Regions from separate parts of the Gossypium hirsutum genome. Here region 2 is linked to region 1. Evidence: chromatin contacts called from public Hi-C data. All regions are on one chromosome and are shown on one strand. Each heading gives the region's core, a stretch centred on a gene start, on an enhancer-like site or on the middle of the called end of the contact. The rest is flanking DNA. Distances are from core to core; before and after follow the strand shown. Region 1 holds the start of LOC107896756 (prosaposin). Region 2 holds the start of LOC107896751 (probable serine/threonine-protein kinase WNK5).

Evidence for each region. A called contact is a pair of places that touch in the nucleus more often than the background predicts.
Region 2: a Hi-C map of leaf shows a contact between it and region 1, with 3 times the contacts expected there. The contact joins the promoter of LOC107896751 here to the promoter of LOC107896756 in region 1. A contact is called at or near these places in 3 of 34 Hi-C or Micro-C datasets (leaf and petal).

Annotation. Positions count from the first base shown.
Region 1 is chrA10:86,047,031-86,054,379 of Gossypium_hirsutum_v2.1, reverse strand. LOC107896756 (prosaposin) reads right to left here and starts at 3,650. Exons shown (of 6, transcript XM_016822021.2): 1 at 3,502-3,650; 2 at 2,815-2,925; 3 at 1,901-2,088; 4 at 1,534-1,731; 5 at 1,155-1,214; 6 at 247-557. The coding sequence starts at 3,514. The coding sequence ends at 426. It overlaps LOC107895544, which reads right to left and starts at 6,969. Exons shown (of 2, transcript XM_041078563.1): 1 at 6,945-6,969; 2 at 5,688-6,199. The coding sequence starts at 6,969. The coding sequence ends at 5,688.
Region 2 is chrA10:86,341,867-86,349,215 of Gossypium_hirsutum_v2.1, reverse strand. LOC107896751 (probable serine/threonine-protein kinase WNK5) reads left to right here and starts at 3,760. Exons shown (of 7, transcript XM_016822015.2): 1 at 3,760-4,747; 2 at 5,226-5,491; 3 at 5,577-5,800; 4 at 5,879-6,036; 5 at 6,127-6,442; 6 at 6,640-6,975; 7 at 7,062-7,349. The coding sequence starts at 4,658.

The DNA of each region.
Region 1 (7,349 bases), core at 2,401-4,900:
CTAAAATCAAATTATTTTTCGAATCGAATCGAATTTTACTCACCCTTAATCTAAAGGCTTCTATTCTCATCATATTCGTGAAAAAGAACTAACATTAATCGAATGACAAAGATACTCCTCTCAAAAACCATGACTCTTCATCTTTGTAAGGAACCAAACTTGATGAGATTCACTTTATCATCAAGGGCCATAAAAGTTAAAACTTAAGCATTGCTGGGTGAAGAAAAAAACTTGAACATAGTTAGATGACTTATTATGTTACTAGCAGATATTTGGATAACTAGGAGAAGCAATCGAATTCGAGCATTTCATATCTTACAATCAGTTCAATGTTTATACTTCTTATGCATTGCACAACTGCACATCAGTGAGCAATATAAATACTTATTTTACAAACAGCATTTCCTTGTGGTTTGAGGCTACAATTATGAATCTGCCACCAGTGTTTGCTTCGCACCATTACAGGCATGGAGTATGGTGCAAACATCAGTTGTTTCCAGAAAATTCTCTGTATTCGCAAGGATCAGAGGCCCGTACTCGAAAACTAGGCTTTTACACTGACATGAAGAACACACGATGGCAGATAAGGGTCACACGATGCTCACAGTAAGAGGGTGAAAACAAAACCAATAAACAGGCAGGAGAGCAATCAAGTGAGGAAAATTTCATAATTGTTAATCTGCCCTTTAAATGCAATAACTTGAATCAAAAGGATGGTTATTCTACATATGAAGATTTTACAGATGCATATAAAATTGCTGTCAAGAGCACTAGTAAGTTCTTGGTAAAAGTACCATGAAGGCCCTTGTACTAGGAGTTAGATTGCATTTTACCCCATTTACTAAAAAACTAGGAAAATTAGTCCCTATATATTAGATTAAAGAGCAAACTAATCCTTTTTGTTCATCCATATTTACTGTTAAAAACCGGTACAGTTACACGTGGAGTGTCATGTGCACCTCATTCTAACATACAGTGATCAATTTTTAACCGTAGAAATGACAGGAATTTTTAACAGAAGGATTAGTTTTCTCTTAGATCTAACTAAAGGGACTAATTTGTTCATTTTTTGGGTAGTGGGAACAAAATGCAATCTAACTTCTAATATAAGGGCCTTCATGATACTTTTACCTAAGTTCTTCAAATACACTAACCTTTTTCACGTAGTTCTGCACTGAATCACAACCCTTCAAAAGGAGCTCAATTATCTCCAGCTGGAATCAAGGCAGAAAAGGTGTAACAAATTAGCAATGTTGCTATCTGTTATATTTCAAAAAGTATATAGTTGTAATAATCCACAAGATCCTCCTTTAGCAATAGGCATATCGTATCAAACAAAAGGAAATACCACAGCGGAGTAGCAATACATCACCTCTCACTAACAAACTGATAGCACATACATTATATGTCAACGAGGAAGTCTATATTTTAGCAAAGCAACTCAAAAGTACAGGTATCAAGGATATCCAATTATTCGTAAGATAAAAACTTGAAGAGACATGTAGTTTTAAAAAAGATAAGAGTAATGCAAACCTGTGTATCAGGATCTTTCAATTTGGTTAGTACTTCTGAAACAGCATGGTGGCACACCCCACAGCAATCTTCACGGATTTGTGTAGAGATAAGTGCAAATTTCTGACATAGATTGACCTCTTTACACAAAACTTCAGGTTGTATCAAAGAGATTTCCACAAAGAAGAGAGGAACATAGTAGTCCACCAGTGTGATGCACTAGGCAGAACAGGTCAGATGGAGATTTAGTATTTTGCACTTAGAAAGAGGACATAAAGAAGATCATTTTGTTTTTGTTTTTTTTTCTTTCTTTTAAAGATAGCCACAAACATCAAGTTGACTTGAATATTCAATAAGCCACCACCATTTAACTGAGCTAGACAAGTACCTGCTGCTCAAAAGAAGGAATACGAGAGCAACTCTTGTGAAGCACCTCAACTATCTCAGTCTGGGTCTTGTTTTGTGAAAGGAAATTAATTGCCTCAGTAGCAAATTCCTCACACAATGTGCACACATTGTCCTTCCAAACAATGTTTTCTACTACTTCCTCATCTTGCCCCTGGTTTGTCTGCACAACTGAACCAGGATTCTGTTTGATTACACTTGATTGTTTTCTCACTTCCATTGTACAATCTCAAGTTAAAAAGTTATACAGTTTGCAAATCTATTTCTTATTGGAGAAAGGCATGTATCTGCACATCTTCAATGAGCAATCATTTAGGGATCTCATTAACATCAGTAAACACTTCTAGGCAAAAGTATCAAAATTTCAAGCGTCTGTTAAATATAGATAGTAACTCATGATGCAATAAGCAAGGGATATATCGACCTGAATTTTTGGCAATAAGTGATCTAAGCTCAGCCCAAGATGATCTTGAAAGGCCAAAAATAAAAATGTTCAGAACCTATAAAAGCCGGTCTATAACCAAATCCCAAACTTATCCCAGGACCTCCAATTGCAAGCCCTATCTCAAATTTCCAACATAGTTCAAAATTTAGCTGGTAATTATTAATAGTTAATTTAATTCACACATTTTCACAAGCAAGTAAACTTAAGGGACCTTGGAACATATTCACCAATAAATTTAGTTCAACCATCATTAAGCTGCAACTTCATCTGAATATGGATTATTAAACCATTAAGGGAGTAACGTTCTGCATCATCTTTCAGGTATTATTACAATTAAACAAGCGAACTTAAGAAGCCTCTCTTAGGACTGGGAAAAGGAAAAGAGAATCTTGTAGATACCGTAAAGAGACGATAACATCAACAATGATTACCAAAACTCTTAACAGAATTACCTGATGCACCAGAGAGTACTACCGGAGCGGCTTCTAGTTGTCTAGCATCGCAAACCCAGCTTGCACCCAATACAAAGAGGAATAAGAGCCCAAGTCTCACATCCATAATGCCTGGAGTTATTCATTAAATAGCATGAGAATCACATAATTCAAACAAATAGTACTTGATGAAAAAGTAAATGTCTTTTACATGAACATATCCAAAGGTAAAAGATCCTATGACAACAATAGACAAAATTTTAAACTAATACACATATCACCTGAAAGGTGCGACCATAGTCTGAAAAGTGATAGAACCCAATACAAACAATAATATTATCCTTAATTACTAGCTATATCTCAAATTTCACCTATCAGTTAACTTTTTGACTGGGCTTCATACAACCCAGATACCAAAAGACCGGTAGTAGCTCCAGAATAAGCGAAAGTATAGCAGCAGCAACAATTCAAAAGCAGATTATTCCAAAACCCAATACTTACAACAATTCATATTCTTTGTGTTTCAATACTTGAAACTAAACCACAACATGTAGGATGAAAGAGAAACCAAAGCTTTCAAGTTTCAACAAAGAAGTACTATAAGAAAATCCCATCAAAGATTTTGCACAAAATTAAACAATGGAGAGGAAAAACAGATAAGATATAATGAAAATAGAAACAAAAAAGGATGGAAGAGAAGAGTTGTACCTTTGGAAAGCATAGTCAGCGCCAGAGGGAGATATTATTATTAATTCCCTGTGAGTGTCGGATTGGGCAAAGGCGTGGAATTGTCGTTGGCGCTGCCCCTTTTAAACTCATCTACCATCTCACCATTATCACCATATTTATTTGTAAATTTTTGGTTAAAATATGCTACAAATTACTATCTTCTTTCTATTATTAGAACTTAATATTTTTTTTCAGTTATTTAAACTTCTTTATCCTTTGAATTTTAAAATTTAAATTTAATTATTAATAGCATTAAATATTTTTTAAAGTTGACGTGTAACATTTTAAAATGAAAAAGATATTCATAAATGTCGTAATCAATTTGAATTGAATATAATAATTTTAAAGGTTCAATTTTAACGAATTAATTTAACTTAGCATAGAAGATTTAATTCCAAGTTATCAAAAGAAATTTGAGTTTTTTATATAATTATTAAATATAGACTATTTGAATAAAGATAATTCAATAACATAAATTAAAATTTTAAATTTTAGAAAGAGATTAATTTTAATATTATACTAATAAATCGATTGAAACTTCAATATTGAATAAAAATTTACAACTTTCAGGCAAGGGAGTAAGCAAGTATAATTTCAAATTTTTTAAGGCATTATTTTAATTTCTATTGTTTTTTTATTTTAATCCTTAATTTTGTTTTTCTAGATCCATACTTAAAAAAAAGATTTTTTTTGAATGACCAAAATGAAAACAACCAAGAAATTGGCTGGCCAAAATGAAACTATAAACATGATGTGATGTTTACAATTCATTGGTGTTAAAAATTTAACGTTTGGGTGATTAAAATGAAAGCTATCTCTGATGATGTAGACAAATTTGAAAGAATTTTTTTTTTGTATAATCAAAATAAAAACGCCTTAAAAATTGGATGACCAACTTAGTAATCTACCTTTTTATATAATAGAGGTGGAGAACATTTCTTTTCTTGTTTTAAGAAAATATTTATATATTTAGTACTTGACTTGGGTCATCCAGACGAAAACAAACTTGGATTGTATGATGTCCTGATATGATAATCTTAAAATGATAAATTTTTTTACAATATCTGGTGTATTATTAATTGTTATCTAATTTAGATTCATAATAAACACAACTTCACATATAATATCTGCAACACGTTCCCAATTAAATTCGAGAGTTACAACTTCAATATATCAAAATATTTGGTTCATTGAAACCATGTTCATAAACATATTTTACAATGGTTGTTGGTACCATATCGGTACCAATTGTATCGATTAATGTGTTCTATTTCAGTTTTAAATTGATACCAAGTAGTTCGTATTCCATTTTAGTTAAAATATTGTTGGGTTTTGACCATTTTGGTGCATTTGATATGTTCTGATCAATACTAACTTATGTCAGAGCACAGGGCGTACCTAGGGGGACTGGTAGAGTCCTTGACTCTTTTAAAATAGAAAATTTTTCATTTAAACTCTTAAATTTTTTTTTAAATTAGTAATGGTAAAATTGTACTTTGTCCCCCTAAAATAATAAAAATTTGATTTAATACTTTAAAAATTATAAATATATATACTACTAAAATGGTGAAATTGTATTTTTACTATCATAAAAATTACAATTTAATTTTGATTTTCCCTAAAATAATTTTTCGGCTTTGCTCTTGCCAGTGCATCGGCCTGCACTGGTTGGTACAAAATTTTAATATTTTAAATTTTCTTTTATCTTAAGCATTTTTTCTACAATTACATTTAAAATTAACAATTATTAAATTATATTATTGAACATAATTAATGATTTTAAAACTTATATTTACATATAAATATATTTGTAAGGATTAATTGAGATATATTTGGATGTATATATAATATATAACTTTTTTTTTTGACTAAATAAGGGTTGGAGATATTTTATTGGAAACAAAACTAATAAATGTTCTGGTAACATCAATAGAAAACTAATCAAATCAACAGACATAAAGGAAACTTAAGCGACGGCTAAAAGAAACCCAAAAACCACAACTAATTAAAACAAATAAAATTAAAATCCCCATCCATTATAGTGTCTGTCTCCAGCTTTGTCATTTGCCCAACGTCTCTTCCTCTTCATTTTCACTGGAGAAAGCCTGAAAGATTTTATTTGGGACGCTCTCAACGCCCCCTTTTCCATTTCCCTTTTCATCGTTTCAATCCAGTTCTCGTGGGCGCTCCAGTAGCCATTGATGATTGGCGTAGCCGGGGACCACCCCACGCAGGTAAATCATCTTCATTTCCTTCAAGCTTGTTGTCGCAACGATGTGGGCTAAGCGATTAGCTGATCTTGGAGCATAACGGAAAGTAATGGTCTGAAATTTGCTTTTTTCTCTTTGAATATTTCGAATATGCGCACTAACTTGCGATTTGTCCACTGATTGCGCCATGCATTTGGTTATGATGGACTTGGAGTCGCCCTCAATAACAACCTTTGTGTAGCCCATTTCTAAGCCAGTGAGGACTGCGCCGTAACAAGCAATTGCCTCTGCATCAAAAGCCGTATCAACCGCTAGATGCAGTTGAGATTTAGAAATTTCAACCTCTCCTTCTCCAGATCTTGCCACTATCCCCGATACCGATCTGTAAGTTGTGCTATCGAAAGAAGCATCAAAATTGATTTTAATTATTGGGTTCTCTGGGGCTTCCCATTTTGTTGAAAGCTGGACTGCAATGCAACATGGAGCCAGAAGCTTGCTACTGTCGAGACCAGCAGCTATCGAGCTCAGCTCATTTTGCTTGGTGCGCACGGATGGTTTTTGAACCGAATGAAGCAACCAATTTTACTGTTTTGTTCTGATGTAATTTGGTTCGGTTCAATTTTAGTTTGTTTGTAATACTAGTTAAACTTAAGTTAGTGATAAGATCTTTTGATGTAATGGCTGATTGGTCAGCTATATTTGATTATTTTTTGCTAGTGATTAGGTTTGTATTAGTTGGGACAGTTAAATACATTAGGTAACTGTCAATGTACATTGTAACTCTTTTATATTTCAAATTTGAATGAGAAATGATGGATGTTCAGTTACAACTTTGCTGAGTATTCAATTTTGATCAAATTTTTGCTTTGCTTTGCTCTTTCTTTGCTTCGATTCTTCTTGCTTCAGTCTTGCAAACACTGTGTTGTAACTTTGTTTGATATTTGCTGCTGCCATTGTTCCAACAAATGGTATCATGAGCCCGAGTCTTTGAGGGGCCTTTGTATGCAATCTGTTGTGTTCGAATCAAAACCAACAGCAAGTTCAAAATTTGGTAAGATTGAAGCAATTAAAATCAGTTTAGTAGAATGAGTTTCACTCCACCACCTCCACCAGTGTTCACTGGAGAAAACTATCACATTTGGATAGTTAAAATGAAGACTTATCTCCAGGCACATGATCTTTGGAGTGTGATCGAGAATGATGCTGAACCACCTCCATTGAGAGCCAATCCCACCATTGCACAGATGAGGCAACATACTGAGGAGCGAGCCAAGAAGCATAAGGCTATGGCCTGCTTGCAAAATGGAGTCTCTGATGTGATATTTACTCGCATCATGGCCTGTGACTCACCAAAGCGAGCTTGGGAGAAGCTGAAGGAGGAGTTCATGGGGACTGATAAGACAAGGCAACAGTAAGTGATCAACTTCAGGAGAGACTTTGAAAATTTGAGGATGAAGGGGTCTGAGACCATCAAGCAGTACTCAGATAGGATAATGGCCATTGTCAACAGCATTAGGCTCCTAGGAGTGGACTTCACAGAGAGCAGAGTTGTTGAAAAGGTTATTACAACTCTCCCTGAGAAATTTGAGTCTAAAATCTCTTCACTTGAGGACTCGA
Region 2 (7,349 bases), core at 2,511-5,010, 290 kb before region 1:
GTAGGCTTGCGTTAGATTCGAATGACGAATCTTAGGGAAAAATTCTAATTTTTGGCCCACACGCCCGTATGGATTCACATGGCCTGGGTATCTGGCCCATGTGGTCCACATGGCCTAGCACACGCCTGTGTGACCTTCTTAACATCTCACATGGCCTAGCACACGCTCGTATGACCCAAAACCTAAAATATCTCTTACACGGCCTAGACACACGCCTGTGTCTCTAGCTTGTGTGACTCTATTTCCAAAATAGCAAGTTGCATGGCCCAACACACGACCGTGTGGCATCGACAACCATATTTTTTGATGTTCAAAAATCACAGAAAATTAGGTTTTCGTTACACACTCAATACAGAAAATTTTGAAACCTAAAACGACTACCAATTGTCCAAACAATGATTAATTTGCAACCAAGTCAAAACAACATCATCCCCAAAACTGAAATTTCGTCAAAGAACTTTCAACCCAAAAACTTCAAATTGAAACTTACCGAAAAACAAATTAAACCCAAAAGGAAAAGTCAAACCCTATACAGAACCAATTTAAAACGGAAAGACGATTTGAAAAGAAAGAATTCAAAACTAAGAGAAAGAAAATAGATGAACAGAAATAATAAATAATAAATAAAATAAAATAAAATGTAAAGAACCTATGATGTTTTTTAGGGAAGTTTAGTTAACTTAAAAGGAAATAAAACTACCTCTCAAGGCAGAGAAAAAGAAAAGAAAAACACATTTCCATTACTTTCATAGATATTCGAACACAAGATCAAATGGTATACAAAAGCTTAACCATTGAACCAGAAAACTCATTCTTGTCATCAATTGACCGAAAATAACTTATAACCTAAATTGCCCAAGATAGGGGTTTAATCAAATGGCAAAAATTCAAGAGGCAGGATTTGAACCCAAAACCTCACACTCATAAGCACAACACTTAACCACTGAACCAGAATAAATTGCTTGCAGACTTTTCAAAATCATAACTCAAAATTGAGAGACGATCACTCTTGGTTTCACTAACTCAATTTATTCTAACCTGATTTTTGGGATGTTATAGATTGGTTCACCCGGTAAGGTTAATGGTATTGGTACTGTTCAAATCAGGATGCATAACGAGACAATTAAGACACTATCAGATGTTAGGCATGTGCCTGACTTAAAGAAAAAATTCAGCTACTTGGGAATTTTGGACTCGAAGGGTTGTAGAATTTACATCGAGTCAAACATCATTGATGTATCCCGTGGGGTTCTTTTTTTGATGAAAGGTAAAAATATTGGCAGTCTTTATGCTCTAGAAGGATCAATGATGACCAATGAAATTGGATGTCCCTCGTCCGTTAAGGAGTCGAAGTCGACTCGTTTGAAGCTAAGGTAATTTGGTCATAGGAGGGAAAAAGGTATAACCATTTTGTATAAGGGATGTTCTCTTTTGGATGTATGTTTTGAAAAGATAGGGCATTGCATTCGTGGAAATCAGACTCGGGTCAGTTTTGATTTTGCAGTGCACAAGTCGAAGACTAGAAGTCTTTTAGCTTCTAAGCACAACTTCAACTCCGTTAATATCCTGCATAGTTCGAGATAAGTCCATAGTGGGCTTTGGCAAAGAAGGCATTATGAAAATACGAGTCAAGATGGAGATTTGTGAAGTTATACCTCGTATTTTTCGACTTTTCTTCTCCTAGTTAAACTCTATTTTTAGTTTATCTCTTAAACTCTGACTAGTATAGGTTATTTTAATATCAGTTTCTTACTTAAACTATGATTAGTATAGGATATTTTAATATTCTTTAACCTACAAATTTAACCTACAAATAGACCATTTTTTCACCCTAAAAAAATAACCTATTACACATTTAGGTATTATCTTTTACAAGCTTTTAGAAAATCTTGTGTTTACGTTTTGAGGATTATTATTTTGGGTTTTGGGGTTTAGTTTTATCTTAATATTTTGTACTCTTAATTTTGGCCATTTTAATGAAATCATTTTGAATCGTGATTCTTATCCTCTTCGGAAGGATTTTTCACGTAAAATATTTATTTTCAATCTTTTCAAATCCTTCGTTATTTTATTTTTTTTTCGTTGGTTTTTCAGGTTTATCCCCCAAAGAAACAATGATAATAACAATATAAGTTAATAAACAATATTATGTGAAAGCATAAAATTTTGATAAGTAGGTAGCTTACTTGATTGACCTATAATAATTTTATTATTACTAAAATATTCGGACCTAATTATTAAAAAAATATTTAACTTAAAAAATATTTAAAATATAATGTTATTTTCATTTTAAAATATATTTAAATTAGTTTTCTTTCCTTGGTATTAATTAAATTGTATTTGATTATTTTTATCAAAATTCCACATAAATTTTGTGATGATTCGTTAATAATTTGTTTAAGAAAGTAAAATTTAATAATATATTAGTTTAATTTTAAAAAACATAATAATTAATATTAGATTGAATTTAAATAAATAATATTGTGAAATTATTTTTAAAATATAAATATTGTAATAGAAAATTATGTGAAATTTTATTTTTATATATAGTTTCTAATTTAACATAGATTACTATTAAATTTAAATGTTTTGATCATTAAATAATTTATTGTAACATTGTTTATATTTTAAATATCTATTTCAATTTCAATAATGTATCTAATTTATAAAAATAGTGATAAATTTAAAATAACTGTTTTAAATAGTTTTAAATTAAAATATTGCATATAACTAAATTGAAAGGAATTATTATAAAAATATAGCTTATAAAGCACCATTAAAAATTATATAAAACATGACGGAGGGGTTTTGTTGCAATTTTCTCCTCCACTAATGTTTACATTCTTTCTTTGCTACTTGTCAAATTTTTATAATGTAAACAAATTTTTTTTATAGAATACTGTAAATACATTAAAAACTTCATAACCTTATTATATATGTATGATAACAATTTTTTTTTAAAAAATCAAACTTTTAAAAATAAATTTTCAAGTCATAATTAAATTAAAATCTTTAAAAACTTGATAAATACATATTTTTTAAGAAATAATTTCAGTTGTAAAATTGTTTTAAAATATTAAAATTTTTTATTGAAATTGTTAAAAATTTACAACATTTTCCAATAACGATAACATTAAAACTATTTAACAATACCAATAATTGTTTTAGGTTAAAAAAAATGTTTCTATAATTGCTTTAGATAATAATAAAAAGTTCTCTATTCGAAATAGTAATAAAAATGAAGTGTTTTGAGAAGTATGTTGACTAATTCATCATCTATTAAAATGATTTTATAGCATTTTGTTTTATATATAAATTTTATAAAAATCAAAACATTGCTTTTAAAAAAATTAAAATTAAAATTTATTTAAAAAACAAAATTAAAAAATAAAAAGCCTATATTAATTCACAATTTTAAAAATGAAATATAAATCATATAAGAAACAAATATATAATTACTGTGTACTTTAATAAATATGATGATATTTTTTTTTGTAATGATATTTTAATACTGTTTAGAAATTATTTTAATATCACATATATATATATTTGAGCGGCAATATTTCTCAAAATTTTATATTATCTATAAATTTGTTAAATATTTTTTTATACAGGATTATACTGTTTGAACCGGTGTAACATTGTTTAAATATAATAAATTTAAGCAATGCAAAAATGAGACTATTTTTATTTTTATTTTGTTACATCTGGTTTAATTATAATGTAAGCATTATTAAGGGTCATTAATTAGACTTTGTCAAATTGCGTCAGCTGAGCTGTGCTAAGAGGGCAGCGCACTGTACCAAATACAAACTGTCATCAAATCAGCTTCTCATCCTCTTTTTTTTTTTTTGTATTGTTTCAGTTTCGCCACCAACCCTTCATCGCCATACTTGTTTTCTTCTTCTTCTTCTTCTTCTGCAACTCTGTCTTTTGATCTTTCAGTTTATCTAAACCCCTAATTTATATTCTTGGGATAGGTTTCTCCACCACAAATGGTGATGTCAAAGCGTAGCCATAGGTTTTTCAAGTTTAGAAGTCTAGTTTCTTCCCGAAATCAAACTCCCACTTACCAAAATCTTCTCCGGTTTTAGAATCTTTGTTCATCCACTTAACTCAGGATTCGACACCATTTGCATAATCAAAAGCCTTTTTTTTGTTTTTTAATTTACTATATTGGCTGATTCCAAATATTCTCTCTTTTCCCCCTCTCTATCGATCCGAACCATTGTTTTTGGCTTTGGGTTCTTTTCTTTTTGCTCTAAAAATCTTCTTCGACAGTATCTCTAGACTTATATATATTATTGAATCTCGTGTTTCGCTTTCCAAAAGACTAAATGGTTTCCAAGAACTACTACGACTTCTCACATGCAGTTGTGGAAATGGCTTGGATTATGCTTAGCGTCGATTACTCAAGGCTCTTTTGGTTATTATTTGGTGTTTTCTCCTACGAAAATCATGAAGGAAAGCCTCGGATCATCTAGCACACCATAAATTTTCTTTGTTTTTTTCCACTCCCCGTTAATTCCATTTGCTGCCTTGTTCTTGAGTTATTCTATAATAGCTAGATAAAGTTTAGTATTTTTGTTCTCAATATATATATAGATATTAGAATAAGCCCCCGAGAGGTTTCGGACGGTACCTGATTTCTCAGACCATGTACCAAACACGTCTAGGGGGATGTGTTGATGGAGTTAAATCCCAGCATGGATACGTTGAAACCGATCCCTCTGGTCGGTACGGACGTGTAAGCTTTTCTTCATTCACTTTAAAATCCTTTTCTTCATTCACTTTAAAATCCTTTTTACCTTTTCATTGATGCATGAATTCCAATATCAAACTTTCAGTAGGAATAACTCTAATATCTTTTGCAATGATAATGGATAATTACATGCCATGTTGACTTTTCTTTTTGAGATGTGGGGTTTTGGTAATTCTTTGATGTTATGTTAGGATGAATAGTCGGAGATCTCAGAAATTTATTTGATACTGTATGTATATATAGTATGTGATTAAAGATGTTCTATAAGATTATTTATAAAATGGAACTTTGTTTGATCCATTCCTTTGGTCAACGGCCTTTCGATATGGTCGTATGGAGATTCTTTCAAATTTCCTGTAAAATCTGGGAAATAGGTTTTGATGATCATATCAAATATTTATATGCATTGTTTAAGCTTTAAAATGATTGAAACTGTGACTGTACATGGGAATTTTGTCTGCAGTTCAGAGAGATTCTTGGTAAAGGAGCTATGAAGACAGTGTATAGGGCATTCGATGAGGCCCTTGGAATGGAGGTGGCCTGGAATCAAGTGAAGCTTAACGATGTCTTCCGTTCACCGGAGGAATTGCAGCGTCTTTATTCCGAGGTCCACCTTCTCAAGAATCTTAAACACGATTCCATTATTCGATTCTACACATCTTGGGTTGATATCAATCGTAGAACTTTCAACTTCATCACTGAGATGTTCACATCTGGCACACTTCGAGAGTAATATAAGACTTTCCTATCTATTGAAAAAGTTACATTCCTGTTGTTTTAGGTGTAAACTTTTGCATGTTTGATGTAAATATAGGTATAGACAGAAATACCCGCGCATCGACATGCGAGCGGTTAAGAGCTGGGCTTGCCAAATTCTGCAGGGTCTAGCTTATCTACATGGCCATGATCCTCCGGTGATCCATAGAGATCTTAAGTGTGACAATATCTTTGTCAATGGCCACCTTGGACAGGTCAAGATCGGCGATCTTGGACTAGCTGCCATCCTTCGTGGCTCACAACATGCCCATAGTGTCATAGGTATGCTCTAAATTGCTATCATCTGCCTAAGTTTATATCTTTGTATGTTAATTTCTTCTAACTTGCACACGACACCAGGGACCCCTGAATTTATGGCACCAGAACTGTATGAAGAGGATTACAATGAGCTAGTAGATATATACTCCTTTGGAATGTGTGTATTAGAGATGCTTACCTCTGAATACCCGTATAGCGAGTGTTCCAATCCTGCTCAAATCTACAAGAAAGTGACTTCCGTGAGTTATATCCAGGTTCATTAATTCCAACAATCAACAGTTGAATTAATCTAAGACATGTCTGTTCTGTGTTCCTTCTTAACTCTCTAGGGAAAGTTGCCAGAGGCATTCTATAGGATTCAAGATGAGGAAGCCCGGAGGTTTATCGGAAAGTGCCTGGAGAACGTTTCCAAGAGGTTGCCTGCTCATGAACTCTTGCTTGATCCATTTTTGGCCTCTAATGAAGGGAATCTGCTGTCTGTCCCAAGAGTCCTGAGCCAAAAGCTAACTCAAAACGGCCCAGTTGCAGAGCTAGCGCCTTCTTTGCAGGCTGATCCGACAAGGAGTACTGATATGTCAATAACTGGCACAATGGATCCTGAAGATGACACAATTTTTCTCAAAGTACAGATTACAGACAAGGAAGGTACTTCTTAAGCTTCTTGTAATTATATTGGGGTACTATTGCATGGACGCTGGAGAAGTTCATCGATCCTAAGCGACTGAAATATTGAAAAATAGCCTTCTTCCTTTAAAACATGGATCAATTTCCATTAACAGCCTGCAAAATTTCATATTTAGTGTGCCTTCAACATTCTTAATCAATAATTTCCCTTCTTCCAGGTCAAGCTCGGAATATCTATTTTCCTTTTGACATAGTGAATGACACTGCAATTGATGTTGCCTTGGAGATGGTAAAAGAATTGGATATCAATGACTGGGAGCCATTGGAGATTGCTGATATGATAGAAGAGGAAATATCTTCTCTTGTCCCAACTTGGAAAGACTGGGGCTCCTCTCAAGTCTACCATCAGCACAGCTTTAAGTACGAAGATGAGGACGAAGATGATGCCCAAAATGAAATCTGCCACCCTTTCTATGCCACCTTCTCCCATTCTTCCTACGAAGCACAATTTTCTCACGGGAAAAGTGTGACTTCCAAGTGCAATTGGCCACAGGGTACATATAATCTTTGTTAGAAAATATTGCATGCATATATGTATCTAGGCTGTCCTACATTTGACAAGATTTGTTCATTTTTGCAGATTTATTCAGCAATGATGATGCAAGTTCCAGTTGCTCTATGAACTCCTTCCAGTACTCTACAATGAATTATGAAGACTTTGATTCGAGTCTACATCAAGGGGAGCACCCCTGCATTCCAAAGGGTCTTAAATCTACACGATTTTGTCCATCAGAGAGCATGACTGCTCACAGCTACGAACAGTGTGATGCACAACTTGATTCATGGAGGTCTTCTCACTTAAATGGCCATCGGAAGCTAACAAAGGTTCGTTCACTCGTGGACATACGCAGCAAATTGCTGCACCAAA